Linked DNA regions of Mus musculus: region 2 is linked to region 1. Evidence: chromatin contacts called from public promoter capture Hi-C data. All regions are on one chromosome and are shown on one strand. Each heading gives the region's core, a stretch centred on a gene start, on an enhancer-like site or on the middle of the called end of the contact. The rest is flanking DNA. Distances are from core to core; before and after follow the strand shown. Region 1 has its middle 15 kb from the start of 4930469K13Rik. Region 2 holds the start of Spdl1 (spindle apparatus coiled-coil protein 1).

The links. Promoter capture Hi-C pulls out the DNA fragments that hold promoters and counts their contacts.
Region 2: a contact with region 1 is called in a promoter capture Hi-C map of trophoblast stem cells, with 6 times the contacts expected there. The contact joins the promoter of Spdl1 here to the enhancer-like site in region 1. A contact is called at or near these places in 13 of 39 promoter capture datasets (the C10 cell line, the HPC-7 cell line, HPC-7-derived erythroid cells and 8 more), 1 of 484 Hi-C or Micro-C datasets (stem cell-derived motor neurons) and 1 of 9 other capture datasets (liver).

Annotation. Positions count from the first base shown.
Region 1 is chr11:34,110,459-34,116,960 of GRCm38.p6, forward strand. No RefSeq gene overlaps it. Among named protein-coding and RNA genes, the nearest start is that of 4930469K13Rik, 15 kb to the left of the region's middle. Within about 2 kb of position 2,708, at least 60 of the 459 cell types and tissues checked have an H3K27ac peak or open chromatin away from gene starts, as enhancers often do. A contact at or near this core is called in hippocampal neurons and trophoblast stem cells, where this site is marked.
Region 2 is chr11:34,831,151-34,837,652 of GRCm38.p6, forward strand. Spdl1 (spindle apparatus coiled-coil protein 1) reads right to left here and starts at 2,491. Exons shown (of 12, transcript NM_027411.2): 1 at 2,338-2,491.

The sequences.
Region 1 (6,502 bases), core at 1,458-3,957:
AACCAGTATCTCCAGAGCTCGCTGGGACTATACCACCAACCAAAGAAAACACATGGAAAGACTCATGGCTCTAGACGTATATGTAGCAGAGGATGGCCTAGTGGGTCATCGATGGGAGGTGAAGCCCTAGGTCCTATAAAGGTTCTATGCCCCAGTATAGGGGAATGCCAAAGTCAGGAAGCAGGAGTGAGTGGGTTGGTGAGCAGGGGGAGGGGGAAGGGATAGGGGGTTTTGGGAGGGAAAACTAGGAAAGAGGATCACATTTGAAATGTAGATAAAGAAAACATCTAATAAAAAAAGAATGTTGGGCTGTTGTGAGGATCACAGTTGGCTTTCTCGGTTAACATATGTTAATATCTTTTAATTCTTTTATTTTAAGGATAAGAAATTGCATGATTAGCCAAGAAAAGGGTCAAAATGAGAATCTTTCTTCTATTGGCCTTGAAGTTTCTGTCACTCACAGACTTCTTTCCCCATGGTTTACTCTGGAATGAAGAAAGAGGAAGCTGGCTCTCTGGAGGTTCCCAACAAGTTGACAGATGTCCCCTAAGGCAGCTTTCAACAGAGAACTATTCTTTATTATAATTATTATTCTTTGTGATTTACAGTGTGTCTCTAAGCCTCTGGGCACAATCATGGAGCAGGGCTGGAATTAATAAATCTGATCTGTTTCCTTCTTAATTCATGGCACTGACAAAATTAAAAAAATGAAGTCGGATGGGAAGACTTAGCAGACGAAGTGTCCCAAGCTGGGTTCCTAGGCAGGCACAGGGATGTGTGTCGGACGGAGCATGGCTAGGCCAGAGCTGCAGCTACAGCAAGACAAATGCTCTAATAGGTCAAGGAAGCTTGAGGGCTCCCCAGAAAGCCACAAACCTTCTCAGTCCAAACCCATTTTATTTAAGGATTCTGAAGCTCTGCAATCGTGTATGAAAGTGTTAAGACAGTAGGCTGCACTGCCGATTGCTATAAGCCAGAGCAAGGAATGACGCTCACATATCTGGCTACGTGTTAAACTATATTCACACCCAAGTCTGAACCAAAGCCTATGGCTTTAACCTTTATTGTATATTGGTTGTGAATATAGTATATTATAGTTGCTTAAATATTTATCATGACACTATGAATTCATCCAAGTGAAGGAATACCCAGTATTTTTAAAAGGAGCTTAATAAAGAAGTAGTACAGGTGGAAGCTTTTCTGTCTTAGAGTACTTTCCCTTTGTATTTCCCTCCTCCCTGATTTCCCAGTCATATAATATTTACTACTGAAACAGCAGATCAGAAAAAAAATATTGTTTCCCAAACCACCAAATTCTTTGTTAGGATCTGAAACATGCCTTATAGGCCCAAGTGCTAACAAGCTTTGTTGTCAGCAGTATTGGAGGTCGTAGAACCCTAGGGGGTGGTGCATAGCCAAGGACATTTAGATCATGGCTGGGTGGTGTGCCCCTGAAAGGGTTCTTCAGATCCTGGCCCTTCACAGATGTCGTGAAGTGAGCAGCTTCCTCGATCTCACCCACAGTTACAAACGGTCTTGCTACCGGCCTGGAACAATAAGACCGGGGGACTGTATGCTGAACTTTCTGAAACTGTGAACCCGATAAGCATCTCTTTCTTTTAAATCATTCACTTGAGAGGCTTTGTCATAATGATACAATGCAATAGCAACTGCAGAAACACACACATTCAGGCACTGTGCTGTCTCTTCAATCTCATTTCCCCCAGAGGTCATATGAGTCATGTGAAACCTTCACCTCACACCTACACAGATTTTCCCTGTTATGCTTTTGTCTTGGGACTCTTTGGTCTTGGGAGATGGCTCCATGCACTTCTGAGTTAAGAAATGACAAATGGGAATAGTTCTCACCGGGTAAACACAGCAGGATCCGAACTCACTCCTCAGCAGAGGTCAGCTCTCGTGTCACTGACTAACCTTTGGGGTGTTCCCATCAGATATTGACAGCTATGTTTTTTGAAGCTCCTAAAGGCATTTCTCCACCAATGCTAGGCCAAATCCTGCCCTGGGCCACAGATACCTTCTCCATATTGCTAGGCTTGTGCATTCTGCTCAGTGTATTATTTTTAAGGTTAAAATTTTTTACTAAAATAACTGAAACCTGTCACCATAAATAAGTGACATTTGTGGAAATGGGCCTGCTTACCTTATTTTAAACATTATACAGGGCATCCGTGTATCAAAATCTCGCATGGCACTGCATTAATATGCATAGTTATGTGCTAGCTAAGAATTAATAAAAATAAATCTTAAATATATTCAATTCACAATTATGTTTGATGATAGGGAAATGGAATATGAAGGATGGATGAATAAATATCATGATATTCAGAAATGAAATAGAAATATTACTTTAAATAAAAAGAAAAGCAGGGGGGAAAGTCTCTAACCACCACGTGTGCCCCCAAAGAAATCAAGGTTCACCTTTAATCTCTTAGGAAGCTACTGCCAGTACTGTGATGCACAGCCTTCTAGCCTCCCCACCCACTTACAGTACAGCTTTTGAGAAGGGATTGGTCCTTCAAATGTCCTTAATGTTTAAGAGGACAAGAAAAGTCCTGTTTTCCCTTCCTGAGAGACTGTAACCATAATCTCTATTATGTAAATTCTTTCAAAGAAGCAGTCTGTTCAAAGCTGTTGCTAAGTCATTTGTTGCTATAGCAATGCTTGGCCCTAGAGGCAGCAAACAACAGGCAGGCTCCAGCCTCCAAACACTGGCCACCATTATCTCCCTCACACCCTAGGGGAGAGCTCCCTTTGCCAAAGCTATTCATTTAAATTAGCAGCTCCCATCTCAGTCATTTGAGTTTCTTGTGCTTGCTGTGCTGTCCTGACTGGGGCTTTAACAGCAGTTAGGGCAATATATTGAGGTCGTGAGGACTGCGGGTCGGCAAGTCTTGGTGATTAGGATATCTGAGATAAACAGATATTTGATTAGTGGCTTAGGGGTACAATCCTGTCCGGATGAAAACAGAGGCAATAAATAGTATAGTCACTAAAATCCCAGTAACCACTGGTCTATAGGAAACAAATCTGAGACCATTCTGAGATGTTATATGTGGCTGCATATATGTACTCTAACTGTAGGATGACATTCCACATATGTAATATATTTCATTGGATTCTGGCAAACCCCACAGCATTTTACATGAGAGAAACAGGTTTAGACAGAGCAAGCAACCTGTCCAAAGTCCCTGGCAGAAAGTGACAGTGCTGGCTGGTTTCAAACATCTGCCTTCTGTCTCAGAGCTGCCTGCTTGCTCACTGAGCTGCCTTGAAGGACTAGAATAAGCATGCATGGTATCTCTACTCTGCACGGGGAGTTCCTGGACTTTTTAATTGGAAGGCACTGACTGGGCTTGGTACACACCATTATCACCCCCACTGGTGGATGCAAAGCTGAGACTCACACATGTGCTGTACCCACTGCCAGGACACTGGTTGAACAAAGAGCTTGGGCTACTAGTCACCTGCCTCTGGAGCCTGTACTGCCTCTACACAACACCACGTGGTACCTGGTACCCAGAAATCATTAAGCCCAGGGCTCTTACTTTGGCAAGTGAAGAAACAGACTAATGAATACCAAGCAGCTCCATCAAGGTCATTTTGGGAGGTCTAGGGTATCTCCTCCCAGCTTCCCAAGGACAATGGATCTTCTGTGTTAGCTACTTTTATCATCTCTGTGACCAAATACTTGGCAGAAACCATTTAAATGAAAAAAGATTTGTTTGGCTCATATTGTCTGAGGGTCCGGTCTGTGAAGGTTTGACCTGTGTCTCAGGATTTCTATTGCTGTGATGAAACACAGTGACTCAAAGTGTGTTGAGAAGGAAAGGTTTTTATTTGGTGTGTATGCCCATCGTTGTAGTCCATCACTGAAGGAAGTCAGGACCGGAACTCAAACAGGGCAGGTACCTGGAAGTAAGCACTGATGCAGAAGCCATGGAGGGGTGCTGCTTACTGGCTTGCTCCCCATGGCTTGCTCAGCCTGCTTTCTTTCCTGTTTTTAAAATACTTTTTATTAGGTATTTTCCTCATTTACATTTCCAATGCTATCCCAAAAGTCCCCCATACCCTCCCACCCACTCCCCTACCCACCCACTCCCACTTTTTGGCCCTGGTGTTCCCCTGTACTGGGGCATATAAAGTTTGCAAGTCCAATGGGCCTCTCTTTCCAGTGATGGCCGACTAGGCCATCTTTTGATACATATGCAGCTAGAGTCAAGAGCTCCGGGGTACTGGTTAGTTCATAATGTTGTTCCACCTATAGGGTTGCAGATCCCTTTAGCTCCTTGGGTACTTTCTCTAGCTCCTCCATTGGGGGCCCTGTGATCCATCCAATAGCTGACTGTGAGCATCCACTTCTGTGTTTGCTAGGCTCCGCCCGGCATAGTCTCACAAAAGACAGCTATATCTGCGTCCTTTCAGCAAAATCTTGCTAGTGTATGCAATGGTGTCAGCGTTTGGAAGCTGATTATGGGATGGAACCCTGGATATGGCAGTCTCTAGATGGTCCATCCTTTCGTCACAGCTCCAAACTTTGTCTCTGTAACTCCTTCCATGGGTGTTTTGTTCCCAATTCTAAGAAGGGGCAAAGTGTCCACACTTTGGTCTTCGTTCTTCTTGAGTTTCATGCGTTTAGCAAATTGTATCTTATATCTTGGGTATCCTAGGGTACCTTGGGATACCGTGGGTATCCTTATATCCTTGGGTAGCTTTCCTTTTTTTAATTGGATATTTTCTTTATTTACATTTCAAATGTTATCTCCTTTCTCGGATTCCCTCTCTCCCAGGAAACACCCTGTCACATCCCTCCTCCTCCTGCTTCTATGAGGGTTTTCCAACACCCACCCATCCACTCTCACCTCCCAGACCTTGATTCCCCTATACTGGGGCATCTATTGAGCCTTCAGAGGACCAAGGACCTCTCCTCCCATTGATGCATGACAAGGTCATCCACTGCTACATATGCAGCTGGAGCCATGTATACTCCTTTGTTGATGGCTTACTCCCTGGGAGTTCTGGGGAGACTGGTTGGTTGATATTGTTCTTCCTATGGGGTTGCAAACTCCTTCAGTCCTTTCTCTAACTCCTCTATTGGGGACCCCACATGGAGTTAAATGGTTGGCTGCAAACATCTGCTTCTGTACTTGTAAGTCTCTGGCAGGGCCTCTCTGGAGACAGCCATATCAGGCTTCTTTCGGCTTGCACTTCTTGGCATCCACAATAGTGTCTGGGTTTGGTGACTGCATATGAGATGAATCCCCAGGTGGGACAGTTGTTGGGTGATCTTTCCTTCAGTCTCTGCTCAACACTTTATCTCTGTATATATGCTCCTGTCAGTATTTTGTTCTCCTTCTAAGAAGGACTAAAGCACCCACACTTTGGTCTTCCTTTTTATTGAGCATCATGTGGTCTGTGAATAGTATCCTGGTTATTTGGAGCTTTGGGGCTAATATCCACTTATCAGTGAGTGCATACCATGTGTGTTCTTTTATGATCGGGTTACTTCACTCAGGATGATATTTTCTAGTTCTCTCCATTTGCCTAAAAATTTCACAAATTCATCATTTTTTTAATCACTGAGTAGTACTCCATTGTGTATACACATTTTCCTTATCCATTCCTCTGTTGAAGGACATTTGGGTTCTTTCCAGCTCCTGGCTATTTTAAATAAGGCTGCTATGAACATACTGGAGCATGTGTCCTTGCTATATGTCGGAGCATCTTTTGGATATATGCCCAGGAATGGTATAACTGGTTCCTCAGGTAATACTATGTTCAGTTTTCTGAAGAACCACCAGACTGACTTCCAGAGTGGTTGTACAAGCTTGCAATCCCACCAGCAATGGACGAGTGCTCCTCTTTCTTTACATCCTCGCCAGCATCTGCTGTCACCTGAGTTTTTGATCTTAGCCATTCTGACTGGTGAGAGGTGGAATCTCAGGGTTGTTTTGATTTGCATTTCCCTGATGATTAAGGATGTTGAACATTTCTTTAGGTGCTTCTCAGCCATTTGATATTCCTCAGTTGAGAATCCTTTGTTTATCTCTGTACCCATTTTTTAATAGGGTTATTTGGTTCTCTGGAGTCTAACTTCTTGAGTTTAGCCTGCTTTCTTATAGAACCTAGGACCATCACTCCAGAGATGGCAACACCCACAATGCACTAGCTACCCCCCCACCACCACCATCAATCACTAATTAAGAAAATGCCCCAAAAGCTTGCCTGCAGCCTGATCTTATGGAGGCATTTTCTCTCTTGAAATTCTCTCCTCTCAGATAATTCTAGCTTGTGTCACGTTGGCATAAAACCAGCCAGCACATGTTTTGGCAGATGTCATTGTGGCTTGTGTGTGTGTGTGTGGGGGGGGAATGGGGGTGGGAGATAGAGGTGGGTCACCAGCAAACAGGAATTAAAGTAGCACAGGAAGGAGCCCAGGGATAAGAACCCACGAGGGCTTCCTTATCAGTGACCCACTTCC
Region 2 (6,502 bases), core at 1,241-3,740, 720 kb after region 1:
TAAAAAGAAAAATGAATATAGCCTTCTGCCTAAGCAATTACTAGAATGGAGCTACCCTCGGCTGAGACACTGAGGTAAAAAAATGTTACAGGGAAGAAAGCAAGAATTCATATTTTCAGTATGACTTGAATATGCTGTACTAAAAATACAAATTTGGAGAGTGCCAACATTAAGTCCTTAAGATTCCTTATCACTAGAAGATGAGCAAAACTGCTGACAAGTCTCAGAACAGAAGGCTGCTATGAAGGAAAGACCGGAAGTATCCTCAGGTACTACTCAGGAAGTAAGTGGAAAGCATGTAATGTTTCTGGGAGCCAAAAAGACAAAATTCCTCCAGGAGGTGGAAAGAAACCATCACGGCAAATGATACTAAGGCAAATTAGATGAGAAACTGGAAACTGCAGGTCACTGGCCCAAGGTGGAGAAGTGAGGCAAAAGCCTGGTTAGGATAGGTTTGAGAGCCAGGCAGTGGTGGTGCACGCCTTTAATCCCAGCACTTGGGAGGCAGAGGCAGGTGGATTTCTGAGTTCAAGGCCAGCCTGGTCTACAGAGTGAGTTCCAGGACAGACAGGACTACACAGAGAAACCCTGTCTCAGAAAATCAAAACAAAACAAAACAAAATAGGATAGGTTTGAGAGAAAATAGTAGGCGATACACAGATGTGGCTAAATGACATAAAAATCAAAGTGGAGCTCCAAAGCCTAGTGTGCTAATCACTTTTCACCACAACTTCTCAAAAACCCAACCCGTATAAGGCATTTAAGTGTCAGCAAGTTCTGTGGATGAGCTAGCTATCTGAGCTCAAAGCTCACTTCCACATCCAACTGGCTACATCAATGTGAAAAAGTTTTGTGAGCATCTTGCTTCATCTATCTTAGAGATTCTATAAGATAAAAAGAGTAAAAGGAAACAAACAAACAAACAAAAACAAAAAAGCCGGGAGGTGGTGGCACACACCTTTAATCCCAGCACTCGGGAGGCAGAGGCAGGCAGATATCTGAGTTCGAGGCCAGCCTGGTCTACAAAGTGAGTTCCAGGACAGCCAGGGCTATTCAGAAAAACCTTGTCTCGAAAAACAAACAAAACAAAACAAAAACAAAAACAAAAAGAGTAAAAGGCATCTAACTAGATTAAGAACACATGAATTCTTACTAGGCATCAACAGAAATACCATGCCAGCCAAACGGATTTTAAACTTTTTTTTGGGGGGTGGGGGTAGTTACATTTTCACAAATAAGTACAAGTGAAAACATTTAACCCAAACATCCAAAATGTTACCACTGCAATCTGTAATCATTGAATAGATAAATAAACAAACCCAAGCAAAACTTTCAAGCCCAAAGTTCTCCTGCCTATAGGAGGCTCAGGGATAAAGATGGAGCAGAACCACTGAATGGCACAACTTGAAACCCATCCCATGAGAGAGAGCCAACCCCTGACACTATTAACGACCCCGTGCTATGTTTGCAGCCCTAACATAACTGTGTCTTGAGAGGCTTAACCCAGCAGCAGATGGAAGCAGAAGCAAAGGCCCATCAGGCATCAGGCAGGGCTCTGGGAGTCTCGTGAGGAAGAGTAGGGGATAGAATTGAGCAAGCTGAAGGGGTCAAGGCCACCACAGGAAGACATGCAAGTCAATCAACCTGGACCCATGGGGGCTCACTGAGGCTGAACCACCAACTAAGGAGGATGCAGGGGCTGGACCTAGGCCCCCTACGTATGTGTAGCAGATATGCAGCTTGGTCTTCCTGCAGGTCCCCTAACAATTGAAGCAGGGCTGTCTCTGACTCTGCTGCCTGCCATTGTACCCCTTACCCTACCTGGACCGCCTGGTTGGAACATGCTTATTTAACTCCGCTGGGATTTGATGTCCCAGGATGAGGTGGTACTGGGGGGGGGGGGGGACACGACTCCCCTTCTCTGAGAAAAGAGGGAGGGGTAGTAGTGGGGATAGGGATTGGGGGGCGGGACTGGGAGGAAAGTGGGGAGGGGGCTGCGATTGGGATATAATGTGAATAAAAGAAAAACAACAAAAAAAGTAAATAAGTAAAACATAAGCGAATGAGATGTTACAATGAGACTCCGTCCTGTGTGTCTGCTACATAATTGTAAGTTAATTCAGACTGCACCACTGGCTAAGGGTACTGGAGAATTCAAGACTCGGAGGTCCCAGACCACCCAGCACCGTATTTATCCTTCTGCAGTCAAACCCGCAGCGAAGCGGTCCGACCGAAGACTACACCGACCCGGAAGGCGGCTCCAGAGAACTCAGGTTCCTGAGAACAGGCGTTCCTCCCACCTCCTCCCGGTTCACCCTTCCCGACGCTCGCCCTTACCTCTCTCCTCACGCTTCCTGGCTGCTGCAACCGGAGGCCTGTCCGGAGAGCACTGGACTCCCAGATTCGTGACACTAACTCCACCTCAGCACAGAAATAACTCCCTCTTCACTCGGCAGCAGCACTGCTAAGTAAGCGCCGGGGATTTTTGAATACGGTTCCCGCGAGAACTCACGTTTCTCACGAGATGTCTTGTCCAATCCGCGCCTCCGGGGCAAACGAGTGGGGCGCCTTGCAGAGACTGCGCATGTGCATGCTCCGCGACTTGGGCTTTTGGGCGTTCCTGCTGCTTCGTTTTCTTAGAAGTGTCTGCTTTTAGTGAAGTGTGTTTCTCTGGTTTATTTATTTGTTGTCGTCTTTACCAACGCCAGTGTCGCCGGGTCGGAAGGTATTGTCAGCCCCTCGCTGGCCCGCCTGCAGTCGCCTTTAGGAGCTAAGGCGTTGAGTCTCACCAGGGCCAGCACAGTGCCACCTTCCACTGGGCTCGCCCCAGTTAGGACTGCGAACCACCCTGCCAGCCCTTGCACTTTGCGCAGAGGAAATTAAAGTCTCCTCCAAAGAAAACCTAAGTAATTCAAAATCACCGCAATAGGACTGCTATTGAGACGAACCCAGCTGGTTTTGCAGTACAGCTCGAGGGCATGCGTGTCTAAATAGAAATTCCTTGTAAACTTGCTTATTCTTTACACTTTTAAGCAATGGGAAATCTGGAGAGCTCTAGTAACTGGCACCTGGCATCATATCTTTTTTATCTATGGGCTTGGCTCTATGTCTTTTATCGTGGTTTACTGTGTTGAATCTTTGCCCTCTGTAGATGAAGGTGCCGAAGTGACACATTCCAAAAGTGAATCGGAAACTCCAGTCAGTAACATTCCCGTTTTGTTTTTCTTTATATAACAAAACGTCTGAGAAGGTTTTCACTATTCAGTTTCATCATCATCGTTATTATTTAGCTTTTTGAGACAGGGTCTCTATGTAGCCCTGACTGTCTTGGAACTCTCCCTGCAGACCGGACAAGCGATGAACTCACAGAGATCCTCCAGCCTCTGCCTCGGGAGTGCTGGGATTAGTTTGTTATATTGTACAGTAAATTGTCTCTTGACAAGATCACCAGCGTTTCTTTTTGTTTTTGTTTGTTTTATCATGAGGCCAATCCTGCACTGTACCCCAGTGATTTTTTACCTTCAGTGTCCAGTAGTCAGTGTTTATTTTTCCCCTTTCCTGCATTGCCTCCATTGAGTTTTAATATCTTGATGCTCCACACCCTTTGACTTTCTCACTTCATTTTCATTTGTAGACCGTTATTTCTGATGGAGCTAGACCAGACTTTAAAGGACTGAACTGTTTTAAGATAAACAACAATGATCCATCAAGCAGATATAATCACCACTGAGTTCTTCATTAAATGAAGCAAATTCCATTTCTTCTATCATTCTCAGATTCTTCAACTCAGGAGTCAGGAAGATAACCTCTATCGTTGGCCAGTCATGACTAGTTAATACCTGTAACTAAAATCTTTATGAATTCCTTGTTTTGTTCTTTGATTCAGAGAGAACATATTAAATCACATACTATCTCTCAGGTGCAGTGACATAGACCTTGGAAGGATGTGTGATTAAACGTACTATCAGGGAGTTGCTCACAACACAGTATATTATTTACATATATTTAATATTCTTGAGGCCTGTGCCCCCCAACATAGCTGTAGCCATTTTGTTCCATGCCTGCCAGCTCTTTCATACTGTTGCTGTGATATGCCTGCCACTCATTGGCACAGAAAAATAACTTGACTCAGAGCAAGGTCATGTTGATAACATATCTTGTTATGTTCTGTATGACAATTGTTAATCTTAAGAAATTCCACAAAGCTATAGGACCCATCAGATTAAATCAGTATGAACTGTTATGTCCAAAATAGCTTGAGTCAGAGCTGACCACTGAACAGCACTTCCAGCACCTGCACACGAGCTCATTGTGGCATTTTCCTTTATAAGCACACCCTGAGAAATGTTCGGAGTTGTAGCCTCGGCCGCCAGATTCTGAACTATGGCCCTGATCGATCAAGCTTAGGGTGTGTGTTCAGTAAACCATCCCTGTCTGACTGAGCTTGGTGTTTGTGTGGTTTGTGGGCGACTCCTGAACCCCAACAAATATATATTTAAAATCATGGCTGTAGAAATTATCACACACACAAATATACTCACATATATATTAAAAATTCATGGGCTGGCGAGATGGCTCAGTGGGTAAGCTTTGGACTGCTCTTCCAAAAGGACCTGAGTTCAAATCCCAGAAACCACATGGTGGCTCACAACCACCCATAATGAAGTCTGATGCCCTCTTCTGGTGCATTTGAAGACAGCAACAGTGTACTTATTTATAAAAATAAATAAATCTTTTTTTTTTTAAATTCATATGACCCTACATAAAAGGAAAAGTATATTTTGTCTGGATATTCATTTAAAAAGTTACAAATGCACTGGCACTAAGCAGAGTCTTGAAAGATGGCAGAAGTAAGGAAAAATGGACTCGAGGGAGAGGACCATGTTCACAAAGTCTTAAAGGCCTCTCTCTCTAATCGTTAAAGGCAGTTTATAGGAGAACATTGATTTGGGCGCGTCTTTCTACACTGGCCCACTGCATGAAAGTAACCTGGAATCATTTGCACTAAGTGGCACACAAATAATTGAGCTTCAAGACCATCTTCAGTGGCCAGATGATTCAAATCAAGTGGATGCTGAGCTGGGACCTGAAGAGGTCTCTCTGTCTCACTTGTTTCCTATTCACAAATACTTCCTGATCTTGTTGAAAGGAATTGTTAAAACCTCTTCAGATCCTGAGGACTGTTGTAACTTAGAATCATAAATAAAAGTCACTTACAATCTTTAAAGTAAATTTGTTGTGGTTTTTATCTTTTTCCATGAAGTTAAAAGGCACTGTTAGGGATGCCCTGGATAGAGTACAGCCAGTACCATGTCCAGACACTAGATGTCACAAGTGAAACGATTTTTAGATAGCTTCCTAGATTAACCTACACTCTTTAGTAGTTTGAAGTACAGGTCTCCCAAATGAGACTGAGGTCCACATGCATGGCTGACATGCCAAAAGTTTATGGTGGGGTGGATTCCTCTGTGTCTGCCATTTTCATTTTACATCAGAGATGGCGTATTCCTCCTTGCATGATAATGGGTTCACGGAGCATAGGAAAGGCTTCTGAATTCTGAGAAGCAACAAAAATATCCACTCTCCCCTCCGTTAAAATTCCTAAGACAATAGCTACTCAAGTGCAGGCTGGTTGCTGTGAGAAGCTCGTCATTCTTTGAGTGTGACCACACTAACTCCATGTTAGAATGCTGTTCTGGTGGTGCTGCAGTGCCTTGAAAGCTGTTTATTTTGATGCGAACCTGTTTCGTGATGGCTTAGGGCTCTACAGAGGAAGGGCATGTGATCAAAAAGCTTAGAGTTTAGTGGAGAGACATCTACCAAACAGTTCCTGCCCAGAGGATACCTTTGATGTCCTTGTTGAGCTGTGAGGGGGACTTCTTTGAGGCCAGGCAAAAACAAGTACAAGACTCTGAGACACCGAGGAGTCTGAAATAAAACTGCATTAATTAATAAAGTCCCATGATTGATAGAATAGGCTGAGAGACGGTAAAGGTTGTGTTCATTGAAACTTGTGGACTAACTGTCCACAAGTGTGGAATAGCTGTCTGGGTGCAAGATACAGGGATTGTCCTAATCCATGGACTAGCTAGGGTAGAAGAACACAGTAGTTCTCAACCTAACGCATGCGGAGAGCCTTTACTACCGTTCCTCATGCTATGGTGACCCCCAACCCTAAGTTTACTTTCGTTGCTACTTCATAACAGTAATTTTGCCACTGTTAGGGATTATAATATAAATATCTCTGTTTTCCCGATGTCTTAGGTGACCCTTACAAAAGGGTCATTCGGCCCCAAACAGGTTGCAACCCACAGATTGAGAACCACTGATATAGTAAGAGAAAGAAGACACATGAGACAGACTGGAAATCTAATCATCATAGCTCCCAATGTGGCAGTCAGTTATCAAAATAATTGTCCGAGCAAGCAGATTCGGCTGCTCAATCGTAATAATAATGGGGAAGCCTGGCATGCTGACTCTTCCTGCATCAACGTTAGCTCCT